Regions from separate parts of the Sus scrofa genome. Here region 1 is linked to region 2. A link is a contact called in public Hi-C data. All regions are on one chromosome and are shown on one strand. The core of a region is the stretch at or near the end of the contact, and the rest is flanking DNA. Distances in the headings are between cores, read along the strand shown.

Region 1 (6,264 bases), core at 1,871-4,370, 300 kb before region 2:
CCCAAGTCACGGAAGAGCTCTGTCCCTTTGTGACAGTAACCGTGCTTCAGACTGCAGGGAGCGCCAGCCTATTGTTTTCTGGGAGCTTTCCAGTATTTGGAAAAGTATGTGGAACAGTTCATTTAAGCCTCTGGTCCAAGCAGGTGACAAAACCTCACGCTGCAGCATGATTCTCCTTTAAGGGGCCGGGAAGGGTCCTGTGGCCTGGGTCTCAGCCTGCAAAGACTCCGATGCACGGGCATCGCCTACAGGTGGGGAGACGGAGCACAGGCAGGCTGGGTCAGGAGCACCGTCCGAGGCGGCAATGAGACTTCTCAGCTCTGAGGGCGTGAGCCTGACAGCGCCCGCGAACGGCCGGCGCCGTGCCTCTCCCCTCCCATGAGCGCTGGAGACCTGCACCTTCTACAGCTGCTCTCACCTGAGCACAGGGCTGCGGGCTGCTCCCAGCATCGCCAAAAGGGGGAGCGACAGCCAGTGAGCGGGCTTCACTCACGGGGTTCCTGCCACCTTCTCCAGAGGGGTCAGGGGTTGACGTCCACCCCCCGCCGTCAGCCCCCTGACACAGAGGGCCCCAAAGGCGGGCTTCTTAGGGGCTAATGGTCTTCCTCTTGAAGCTTTACGGTTTTAGAGGCTGACCTCTGTCAATCCTTGCTTGGAATCGGTCTACCGATAATATCTTTGCCTGATCTCCCCCTTTCCTCCCAAGAAGTAGCTTATCTGAGTTAGTACCTGTGTGCTGCCTTTTTCACGTCAAGGGCTATTAAGCAACCTCCGATTTAACAGCCTGCTTAAACTGGGGGCAGACTGACGAGCCGTGTAAGCTTTGAGATCGGAAAGACCAGGATTCAGATTTTCCTTACGCAGCTTGGACAAGCTATTCGATCCTTTTTTGAGCTTTTGTTTCTTTATTGGTAAAGTGGAAATAATAGTGTTGATTCTCAGAGTCGTGAACCTGTAAGTATCTCAAATAAGGCACAGGTACCTAGCTCTTCAAGAAATGGTACCCCCCACTCCCCATCCCCTGTTCCTGGGAACGGGGAACACTGAAGAATCATTGGATAACATTTCCATAGATGTGACAGTCAGCATGTGGAAATTGGTAGGAAAGACAAGTATTGGGCATCAGTGCGTAGAAGCTGTGGATCTGGGGGCTTCTCTGGAGGAAAGGATAGCAAATCAGCCAGGGTGTCCGAGTCCAGGAAAAGACAGAGAGGATCAGAAGCTGGGATGAGGTACTCCAGCCACGTGCACCTGTTCACAAGTCACAGGTTCACCGAGATTATGAGGTACCAGGAGGTGAATGAGGCTCAGAGGCCACGAGAGCAAACAAGGCAGGTGAGTCCAGTGTAAGCAAACCGATGACGACAGGATGTGACAAGGGCTCCGAAGGAAAACAGCGTGTATGGAACCAACTTGGGCCACGTCCGGGGGACAGTCCATCTCTCGTGGAGGGGTTAACCAACAGCCACGCGGTTAGAGCCAGCACTGTGGATAAAGACAGACCTGTTACAGTCCGTGGGCAGGCGTTCACTGACGGCCTGGCAGGCACCCAGCCCTGGGCTGGACACCCCAGAACACCCCCTAGGGAGACGATGTGGATGCCCTTGTGACCTGGCCGTCCAACTGTGGAATGAAGCGGAGGGGTGGGGAGGTGTCACAGTGCGCACGCAGGGGAGGGGACCGCGGTCATTTAGGGCGTGGGGCTGGTGGGGGGAGTGGAGTGGGCTTCGAACAGGAAAGGGGCCTGAGAGAGATCCCCTGACAAGGTGGGGAGGGGCCTTCGCGTCCGCTTTGAATACAAAAACCTTGAGTACACAGCTTTCAGTTCCGTTTCTATACCCTAAGCGTGTAATTTTCTGCTAAAAGAATTTTACTCACGCCTTAAAATTTGAGACACTAGCTAGATGACAATTTTTAAAGTACGTACAAATGCAAGACAGCCAGAATTTTCAAGAATGCGAGGAAGTTAAACCAAGGCCCAGGCCTTTCTAGGGGAACATTCTGTGCAGCTCGGGGAGGGCTCGGGGCCCAGGAGCGCCATCCCCGGGAAAGGCCGGGGCGGGGGACACGCCAAGCACTTCTCCTTCCCCGCGCTGGTTCACCTGAAAGACGAAGGCAACACCGGTGATGAGGTGCACGAAACATGGTGATTTTTTTCTTCAAGTCATGCTAGAAGCTGGTCACGGGCTGGTCTTCCCGGCGGCACCGTCTCCCTGGACTGGGAGGCAGCTGGCATTTACTGTTACTGGGACTGAGGGACTCGCTTCTCGCTGGTAACAACAAAGCCATAGATGCAGCCCCAGCGCCTCCCGGAAGGCCCCTGCAGCCCTTGAGCTCTGACTGGCTCTTCCTCCTCAGGTAAGTGACCGTCTCTCGGCTCAGGAGGTTGTCCTTATACAGATACATCGTCCTCCCAGGGCTCCTGGAAGCGGCGGGCAGAGGGCCAGGAGGAGAGAGCTTCCTCCGCGGCTCTCATGGGTGCAGAGGTGGTGGGGCCAGAGGACACGGAGGCGCGTGGGCCCAGCGGGAACTCCTGGGGCCTGAGTCCTCTCCTCCAGGCTCCTGGAGGCTCCCTGCCGCCGCCAGGCAGGAAGGGTGAGTCACTGCTCCCGGCTCCACCCCTTTTGCTTCGCTCCCAAGAGGCACTTCCAAGCTTCTGGAGCATCTTCTAAAACAGCACATTGACTCAGTGCCCCAAGGAGCACAGCGTGTTCTCAGAACATTGCTCAATTCTGTCTCCTGCGGGAAGGAGTCGGCGTTTGTTTTATTAAGAACTAGCGTGAAATAGTTAGTTCTCATCTACAAAAGGAGAAAAGAAAAGTGGGGGGGAGTAGGTCGAGTCTCCCATTTTGGCGCACAGATAGAGACAGTGTTTTTCTTATTTCTGGGAGCCCAGGAGCTAATAAATTGGCCGCACTGACAAAGGAAGTTTGGGGAAAGCTGCCTATGACGAATAAATGACTGATTTGTTTCATTTTGTAAAAATGAGGCTCTCCTTTCTGACCCAAGTCATTTTCTAAGCATTCCTCAAAGGGCAGCGGCCTCTCCCGCTGGGAGGCCAAGGGCGCCCTGGAGCCTCTTCCCGGGCTTGGACAGGAGCCGTGCGGTCAGAGGCGGGCGGCCTGGCTCCCGCTGGCCCTCCTCCAGTTCCGTGACCTCTGGCCACCACCACCCAGGTTCGGTCTCTCCATCTCTGACACAAGCAGCTGTGTGTGACAGTTTCCCTTTTGCTCTAAAACAAGACGATTCTGAGATGCGACACCTCGGCTGAGGCTGGCTCTGCTTTGGCCCACATCTCGGGGGCCTGAGTCGTACACACGCCCGTGTGTGCAAAGCCGGCCCTGCCAAGAGAGAAACATTCCGGATCATTCAAAGCCATGAAGAATGTTGGCTCTGACTTCAGAAGGGCAGGATAAACAAATCCGTGCCCAGGCGGGCACTCGCTGACTGGCTGCCTCTGCCTTTTTAACTCATCAGGGCCTGAGAGCTTCCCTAAGGCCTTCTGACGCCAGGATGCGTCAACGCTGTCATGTCGGTCCCTTCCCCGGCTTTTTCACAGGCGCAGGCCGTCCTCAGGTGGGGGCAGAATGCTCACCAGTCTTTCACCGGGATTGACTTTTTTGTAACCTCTCCCCCAAATCAGGTCAGTTCTCCCTTCCCACATAGGTCAAAAAATAAAGAATAAAGCTACCCTCCTTTAAAAAAAAAAAAAAAAAAAAATCCTCTTTCCCCAAACCACACGCCCAAATGCAGTGAATCTAGAGATTCTTTGGACTGGAGTGGATTCTAAAGTCAATTGAACTTCCAATGCATTTCGATTTGGCCTCCTATTGATCTGAAACCACAAAGGTTGTAGGAGACAGGATATGGTTCTGGTCTCTGGTAGAATCCGCTTGAATTCTTCCCCGGAGAGAAAGTGGGAACCCTTCGACTGTCCAACCAGATTTCTGTGTGGCTCATGGAAAGTAAACAAACAACATAACAGAGAAAAACCCAACTTCCAAGTCACAGGCTCACAGCATCTTTGGGAACTAAGTAGTTGAGGTCCAGGGACTTGCTGAAAACCACCCCAGGACAGTGAGAGCACGCAGACACGCGGCGCTCAAGGCCATTTGCCCGAGAAGATGACTGGGTTTGGGCCCCCAGGGACACTTCTGCTGCAGAGAATTAACTGGGCGTGTAAAGGAACAAAGAATTCGGCTTTTTTTTTTCTTTTTTAATTAAAAAATTTCGTACTCAAAAAGCAAGAGACGTGATGCTATTTTCTCCCATTCTGAAATCTCACAGGGGCGAGGGCATGGGCAACCACATCTGTAGCATCTGCATTCGGGCAGCTGTCTGAGTAACTGTCACCAGACTTTTTAAGGTTTTACAGAAACTGAGTTGGGAGTATTTCCCAAGAGCCACTGCTCAGCAGTGAAAACGTGGAGAGCTTACTGTTCTGTCTTTTGGAAAATCTAATCAGCTAAAATGATGACTTGGTGGTCTGACTTGCTGTCTTTTGCTACTTGATAAAGGCCTTTTTTGCCAGGCAAGGAGAGAGAGTATGGTTAGCTTGTTTTTTCAGACTGAGGTCATCTCTATTCATTGGTGTAGTAAACAAGCCAGACTTAGGGGAAAAAAAACCACCCAAAAAACCCTCCTTTCAAAAGCAACACTATATTTCTATCTTCTCTGTGATGAATTAAAAGCAGGATCATTTTCAAAAAACAACATCCATCAGAGTATTTAGGAATGATAAAGAAAACGTGTTAAAAAAAAAAAGACCTAAACTTCATTTATTAATTTCCAAGAATAACTCTCCAGATCATTTTAATCCTTAAGCTCATTCCTTAAGCGCTTGTAATTTACAAGGTCAAAAAGAATCTTAAGACATTATCTTAAACTCCTTTGCATTCCATTCTTAAGGGTATCCGTAAATGGATAATTTTGGTGTGTTCAAATAAAACAACCACGGCCCGTACGTTTAATTGTGAGAAAAATGCTTTGGACTCTGCCAAAGACCCAGCTAGAAACTATCATTGGGACAGTTTGCTTCTGGGTCTCCAGCTGCCTTTACTTCACTTTCTTATCAGCTCAGTGATGCCTCTAGATGCACAAGGAATCTATTTCTCCTGGGCTCTGGGCTCTGCCAGGGCGGAGAGCTCGCCCATTTGCCTGAGCCAGCCTCACCAGGGCACCATTCCCAGGGCAGTGACTCAGCTCTGGAGGCCACCTGCTGCGGGGGTGCTGCCCCCTTCCGGGTCATTGCCAGTCACGAGGGTGGAGGGACAGGACAGAGCTGAATGGACCCAAAGCCTCAACAGCTCAGAGCCAGGTCAAGGGCAATGCCGGAAGGAGAGCCGCTGTTTACGGCAGGTCCAGCCCCGCAAGGTGAAGCGCTGTGCAGTCGAGGGGCTTCACACCTGGGTCCTAAGCATCGTGGTGACCACCTGGACCATGGGCTGTGATGCAAACTGAGGGCAGGGCCACAGGGCAGCTCCCACATTCCACACCACTTCCATCAGGTCACTGTGGTTGTCAAAAGTAATCCACAGCGCCCGCTGCCGACAAGATACCCCGCTGCATTTGAGGTCTTTCCACCACCTAAATCCATCCTAAGTCCATCCTTCTGCCAGGGCATTCTCTCTCCTTCCTTTAGACAAACCCTCTGCTCCAACTAAAACAAGCTGCCCCCACTGCCTGGCTCTGCAGGGCTCCCTCCCTCTGGTCTGTTTTCCTGTTTCGAGAGACCAGCTGGGTTGGCAGCAATCACAGGCACAGAGCTACTCCACCTGGGGTTCTCCGCCCATTTTAAATGTACGAAGCCTCCCAGGCCCAGCCCAATATTCCCTGCTTGCTCTGCAGAGTCTCCCTGGACCACTCTGGCTTGTCACCCTCTTCTGCACTCACAGCATTCATGTCTTAACCCTATAAAGCCAACCCATGTTACTCAGCCCCTCTAACGTGTTAAGTCCTTTCGGTCAATGACAAACGCTTAAGGGACATGTGCTCCATGTCGCAGAGCGTCAGGTGCTGGAGGGAAAAGACACGGTCCCTGCGGCGGTGCACGTCCCTCACAGGACAGAAGCGCACGAGCACCGCCCTCCACTCCATGGCAGAAGCTGCCTGCAGGGTCAGCAGGCTGTACTCAGGGTCTCTAGGCTGCTCTGAAAGGAAGAGGAGCCTCTCAAAGGAGGGACAAAGTTGGACAAGGAAGGGAGGGGGGGAGGAGAGAGTCTTTCAGGGAATGTGGGCGCTACAGAGACAAACGGCACATTCTCT
Region 2 (6,369 bases), core at 703-3,202:
ATTTCTACCAAAATGGGGTTTGATGATCCTTTAACGTTTTAAAACTAGACAGCATCTTAATCTCCTTGCTGATAGCTATTCTACTGGGCTTCTGTATCCAATTTAGATCAGTCCTTATAAAGTGAAAGGTGGACAAGGCACTCTTTGGTGGGCTTTGCAAGTGTCATAAGGAACTCCTCAGCAGCTTCCAATGGGGAATTTTTTTTTTTTTGTCTTTTGTCTTTTTAGGGCCGCACCCGCGGCATATGGAAGCTCCCAGGCTAGGGGTCTAATTGGAGCTACAGCTGCCAGCCACAGCCACAGCAATACAAGATCTGAGCTGCGTCTTCCAACTACAGCTCACGGCTGAATCCTTAACCCACTGAGTGGGGGCCAGGGGTCAGACCCGCAACCTCACGGTTACTAGTCGGGTTCGTTAACCACTGAACCATGACGGGAACTCCATGGGGGAATTTAATGTTGCACAGATCTCGAATCTACGTAGTTATCACTGGTTTTCAGCAAAGATTCCGGAATGAGAACTTTTACCACACCTGGCTTTTAAATGCTTGACTATATTTTTAGTTCTTACCTGAATTAATATTTGGGTTATAGCCATTCAAAGCTGATACCCAGTCTCTAATCACACATTCCAAACTCTTTCCGTTTCTTGGGTTACTTGTCCTCATTTCTTGCTGATTGATGTTCACGGCACAGACTGAGCCAGGATTTTTCATGTTTTGAATATTTCTTTATCTTTCAGAATCGCCCCTATTAACTAATGGTCCATCTCATTTCATCTCATACACATGCAACACCGGTGATTTTTCTTACCATTCATGACATTCACTTTGTTCATCTCTTTCATTTTCATCATAATCATAAGTTTCTTCTTAATTAATAGCACATTCAACATCCTCATTGCTTTTGCAAGTGTCAGACATACTGGACTTAATAATGTTGCAAATCACCCCAAATTAAATACAGTAAACCTGCTGGTTATAGAAAACTAGTTGGTCAAGACAAAAACAACTACATCCAACTGTTGTTGCTACCTGTTGGAGGCAGGCAAAGTTGAACATTTTTGCCTTTGGAGCAAATTTTTTTCATCTTAGTGAAGGTTCACAGGTGGCCAAGCTAGCAAAGAACCTCCGACGCTTTCACCATTGTGCCATTCTGGTGAAGTACATTTGTGACAGTAACCATCAAATTACACTTAAGTATGTAATTAACCCATATTTATCCTTAGATAGCTGAGTTGGTTTTCATTGTCTTAATGAGCTTGAGATCATGGGTTTGAGCTCTGTGTGGGTTACTTAGTACACAGGGAAAAACCATGTTACTCAAGCAGTCTATACGTACATCCAGCCTTCTCACAAATGCATGTTATGGTGTGTGGTGGGACATATCATTTCAGTGCGGTCCATATAGGACACTGCAGTTATGATCCTTCATAACAATAATTGACTTTGGAATCTTCAAACACAAAACCTCATTTATCCATTAGTAAGAGAGAAGATGCTTCAGTTGTATGTTTTCAAATTTTAAAAAAAAATCTATCTATAAGCACAGGTTGGATCACAGTGTTCTTCAGATGTAAAATACTAAAGAAAGAGGCTTATTTTTCTCAGTGAGATCCTTAGAAAAATAGAGAGTGGTATCTGATTTACCTCTACTCCCCAGGAACTTGATGACAATTAATTCCTATTGAGTTAGTATTCTGAGATTTGCCAAAGAGCAGGTCAATGTCACCAAAGAATGTTTCGTATTTGTCTAAGCAGAGAAAGCTACTGATTCACAAAGCAGTTCTTGGCCTTAAATGCAATTTTCTCCCTCTGTTTTTAGGATCTGCTCCTCCCTTCAATGCCAGAGCTGCAGGCTGCTCTCTAAATAACACTGCATCCCTGGCCTCCCAGCTCCTATTTGAACATTTCGGCAGGGCTCCTTTGAGGTCTGCCCCCCACTGCCTTCCATCTCCTAGGCTTGTCTGAGTCAGCTGTGAGTCACCTCACTCATTAGTGGAACTCAGAATGCTTCTCCGTCCTCTGGATTTTTGTCTCCCTTTCTGTAACTAGTTTTCTGGCAGCATAAGGTCTGTGGACAACCTTGAAGCTAGAAGGGGCTGGGTCACTATCAAATAAAAATGCTCAGTGGAGGAGCTCCCGTCGTGGCACAGTGGAAATGAATCTGACTAGGAACCATGAGGTTGTAGGTTCGATCCCTGGCCTCGCTCAGTGGATTAAGGATCTGGCGTTGCCGTAAGATGTGGTGTAGGTTGCAAACACAGCTCGGATCCAGCATTGCTGTGGCTCTGGCATAGGCTGGCGGCTACAGCTCTGATTCGACCCCTAGCCTGGGAAACTCCATATGCCATGGGTATAGCCCTAAAAGGACAAAAGATAAAAAAAAAAAAGCTCAGTGAAGAGGTTGGCAGACAGCAAACAGAACAAAAATGATGATGAAGATAACGACGATGATGGTGCACAGTTGCTGCAGGTGCACCTTAACTGGCCAAATTTGGTACCTTTGCCAGTATCAGCTTATAGGACAGCACAGGAGCCCTTAGTTCTTGGTCACTTCTTTCTCTTCCTCATCTCTTCTTTCCCTCCTCACCGTCACCTCCTCCACACACATGCCAGTATGGTACAAGGTGAAAGCTCAGGGACTCCACTCTCTGGAAAGGCAGGTAAAAGAGCAATGGCCTTACAGTGGTGGGCATTCTTTTCGCCAGCATTTTCAGACTTATTCTCATTTTTACTCTTTCAATTTTACATTTCCAATTCTTTCCTTTTTGGGAGAGGTGGACCAGAGAGGACAAAATAGAAGAATTTATGCCTGGCTGATGCTTCCTGGGCATATAAAGAAGCTTAGTGAAATGATACTAATAAGAAACTCTAAATTCACTGCAGACAATTTCAACACCAAAACACCATTATTAATTCATTAATCTTACTTAAAGCCCTTTGTGAAATGGTTAATACTTGACCCAACTGGATAGTGACTAGTTTTTGGTAAGTCAGATGATTAACTCTAGAAAAGAACGCCAGAGATCACCCTGTCCAGTCTTTCGTTCTGTCACCAGGCATTGACTGAGCACCTGCAATGAGCAGACCCTGAGCCAGGCCTCGAAAGGCAGGGCTTCTCAAGCTTCACAGTGCATGTGTGTCACCCAGGAAACTTGCTAAAAGGCAGATTCTGATTCAAGAGGACTGGAGTCAGGGCTCCAGGTTCCACATTTCCTTGAGCTCCCTGGAGACGTCCCTGCTACTGCTGCCCATTAACCACACTCTGAGGAGTAAGACTGCAGGGGCTCTGCACAAAGCCAGACAAGGCTTGACTCTGTCCCTGAGAGTCAACTGGGGGGCTCACAGGCTCTGGGATCCTGCACCATGCATCCCTTCTCCTCAGCTGCTGATAATTATCTGTGAGGCCCAGACAATGTTGGATCTATTCTTCTCAATGCTCTCGGATTTCTCATGTGGCTTTCTCATGTCATCACTTCCAGTGGAGAATATTAAAATTGCCAAATTGGGACTAGGGCAAGGAAAACACCCACTTATCTAACCTTGTCTCTGAGGTCTAGTCTAGGCCATCTTACCAGAGATCTCTGAACTCACATTTTAGGCAGAGTCTGGTTAACAATAAAGTATTTCTTTGATGGCTACAGAGAACTCCTTTTATGATTAGTTTATATCCTTTGCCAATTTTTACATTAGGGTCTTTGTCTTTTAATTATTGAGTTGTAACAGTTCTTTATTAAAATATTAAGAAGGATCTCTTTGCCCCTAATAAAGGTTTTTTTTGCCTTTTAATTTTTCTATTCATTCTGGAGTTAGGAATTTTTGACTCTATGTTAACATTAATTTTCTTGCTAAATCTAAGCAAGCCACTTTACCTATTGTGACATGGTTCTTTTACCAGTAAATGGAAGCAGTAAAGACTACATACTGAATATATGCTGAGTATAAAACTGTTGAGTATTAAAAAGGAAGTACACATGGAAAAAAAAAAAAACAAAACAGGGAGTTCCCATTGTGCTGCAGTGGAAACGAATCTGACTGGTAGCCATGAGGTTGCAGGTTCGATCCCTGGCTCACTCAGTGGATTAAGGATCCAGCGTTTCCGTGCGCTGTGGGTATAGGTCGCAGACAATGGCTTGGATCCTGTGTTGCTGTGACTGTGGCTGTGGCTGTGGCTGGCAGTTATTGCTCCAATTTGACCCCTGGCCTGGGAACCTCCATATGCCTCGGCTGAGGCCCTAAAAAGCAAAATAAATAAATAAACAAAATTTTAAAAAGGAAGTACACATGTGATGTGCTGTACAGTAATAGGACAGGGGTACTTTGATTTCAGAGCTTAATTTGATAGCATTATTGAACCCAGTGTGGGACATAGCTGAATAGTGTTAATAAGTACCAGTGTTTTGTTTGTTTCATTTTGTTTTGCTTTTACTTTGGTTTTAGTTATTAAGCAGTTATAAAAACTCTGAGTGCTGTTCTAGGTTCTTGGTAGTATGAGCCAAAAAGCAGATGAAGAACTTTGTATGCGTAAAAGTGCTTATTGTGATTTCTGTTTACCCTTTGCTTCCTCAATTGCAACTTTCTAAATTGTCAACAGACAAGATCTTCTACTATTCCTAATACATTCAATTAAGAAACTATGTCAGTCCTGAGGCAAATGACCCAGTTGTTCCTTGGTCTACATTAGCTGTCTCATCTCTACTAGAACCTTTTATTTGTTAAAATTATTTATTTATATAGCAGAAGTTATTAGTGATAGTATTCCAATTTAGACTGATAGGTTTTTGACTAACTTAGGGAAATAGAAACTTTGTACTTTCTCCCTCATCTATGATGTTTAATGCCTTTAAGTTCTCTCCATTATTGCCTATAAGAAAGAAAGAAGGAAGGTAGGAAGGAAGAATATAATAAACCATTAATAGTAAAGTATACATGTCTGAAGACAATGTGTTTTACCTCTAATTGGTGTTTGTTTTTCGATACAGTCAAAGGAAAGAAACTCTAATGGCAAAATCAGAGAATACTTCCTCATTCCCACTGCTTCCACCTATACTCTTCTGAAATAAAATCTGCCTTATGAGTCTCTACACTGAGCATAGATAAAACAAAAAGAGTCAATATTATTGAATCCCATCCATTTGCCAAGCACTGTGCTAAGTGCTTTCACATACATTTTTTCATCTAATGGATCATTTACTTTCTTACTTCAGGGGAGAAGATGAAATTGTGCCTTTACTTTGCTACTCTTCTTCCTAGAGTACTTACTCCTCCCTGTCTGTGTCACTTTCCATTTGAAGTAAGGGAATACAGTTTGAGGCAAAATCCATTCTTTTTTTCATTTCAGCCAGGTCCATGGCAAAAAGTTGGTTGGTTTCTCATTCTGGAAGATGAGGCATATGTTAATTTAGGAAAAGGGAAATGGAACAGAGCTGAGGATTAAATGCTCTTTTATGGATAAGGATGGGCACCTGCCTCTGGTGAGTGGTCTTTTTCTGTTTTTTTTTTTTTTTTTTTCCCAGATAATCCAATGAAATCTCAAAAAAAAAAAAAAAAAAAAAAAGCAGCTGTATACATCCAACTCTGCCTTTGATTTATTTCTTTATGTATGAACGCAGGTTCCTTACCACTTCCCTCACACACATATGACCCACCAAAAAAAAAAAAAAAAAAAAAAAGGAAAACCTCTCTTGGAGGAATACAACAGATCTAATCTATTCCTGAGATTAACTGCCATTTTCTCCTCTTACTCTGATTCCAAATTTTGAACTCCACTAAGGAAAACACAGCCTGGGTGACATTGCATAACCAGTGAGAAAGGAATCTTCCTTGGGCAATGAGAGAAGGGCTGAGTCACTAGCTCAGCTCTTAGGAATGGTTCTCTAGCTGCTGACTGAGGCCACATGGGTTCAGCCATGAGGCCGGCAGAGACCTCCCCAGAGACTAACAAAAAGGAGGCAACCAGGACTAGCCACTGGCCCAGTTTTAGAAACACCCCCAAGGACAGTGGCCAGCAGTCCAAGTCCCAATGTCCTGGCAGTGCAGCAAATGCCTGGTGCAATCTGGTGGATGAATGATGCCCAACAACAGAAGACTCTGGAAAAGGATGTACTTATAATTAGCATGTGTGGCATTCTTATTCCAAAGGCTTATTCTTTATTCTTTCACATATACAACAGACATTTGGGTGAATACATTAGGCATTGAGCTAGAAGTGGGCATATTTTTTGCCCTCAGAGTTGACAGTTCAGTAGAAATAGAGTAAGCGTAGGAGCTCTAGGAGAATTTAGAAGAGGCACTTAAGATTTGAGAATTGGAAAAGCTTCCCTGAGAATGTGAAAGGCTTATGCAGGGGGACATGGAGAAGGGACAC

Evidence for each region. A called contact is a pair of places that touch in the nucleus more often than the background predicts.
Region 1: a Hi-C map of embryonic fibroblasts shows a contact between it and region 2, with 4 times the contacts expected there. The contact joins two enhancer-like sites. A contact is called at or near these places in 3 of 47 Hi-C or Micro-C datasets (embryonic fibroblasts, epiblast stem cells and subcutaneous adipose tissue).

The regions. Positions count from the first base shown.
Region 1 is chr18:18,026,672-18,032,935 of Sscrofa11.1, reverse strand. LOC110257572 (a long non-coding RNA gene) reads right to left here. Exons shown (of 3, transcript XR_002340372.1): 2 at 2,103-6,264; 3 at 1-1,485. Among named protein-coding and RNA genes, the nearest start is that of MIR29B-1, 9.8 kb to the left of the region's middle. Within about 2 kb of position 3,120, at least 37 of the 83 cell types and tissues checked have an H3K27ac peak or open chromatin away from gene starts, as enhancers often do. A contact at or near this core is called in embryonic fibroblasts, where this site is marked.
Region 2 is chr18:17,724,839-17,731,207 of Sscrofa11.1, reverse strand. All of the region lies in intron 2 of MKLN1 (muskelin), which reads left to right. All of the region lies in intron 4 of LOC106506781 (a long non-coding RNA gene), which reads right to left. Among named protein-coding and RNA genes, the nearest start is that of MKLN1, 100 kb to the left of the region's middle. Within about 2 kb of position 1,952, at least 5 of the 83 cell types and tissues checked have an H3K27ac peak or open chromatin away from gene starts, as enhancers often do. A contact at or near this core is called in embryonic fibroblasts, where this site is marked.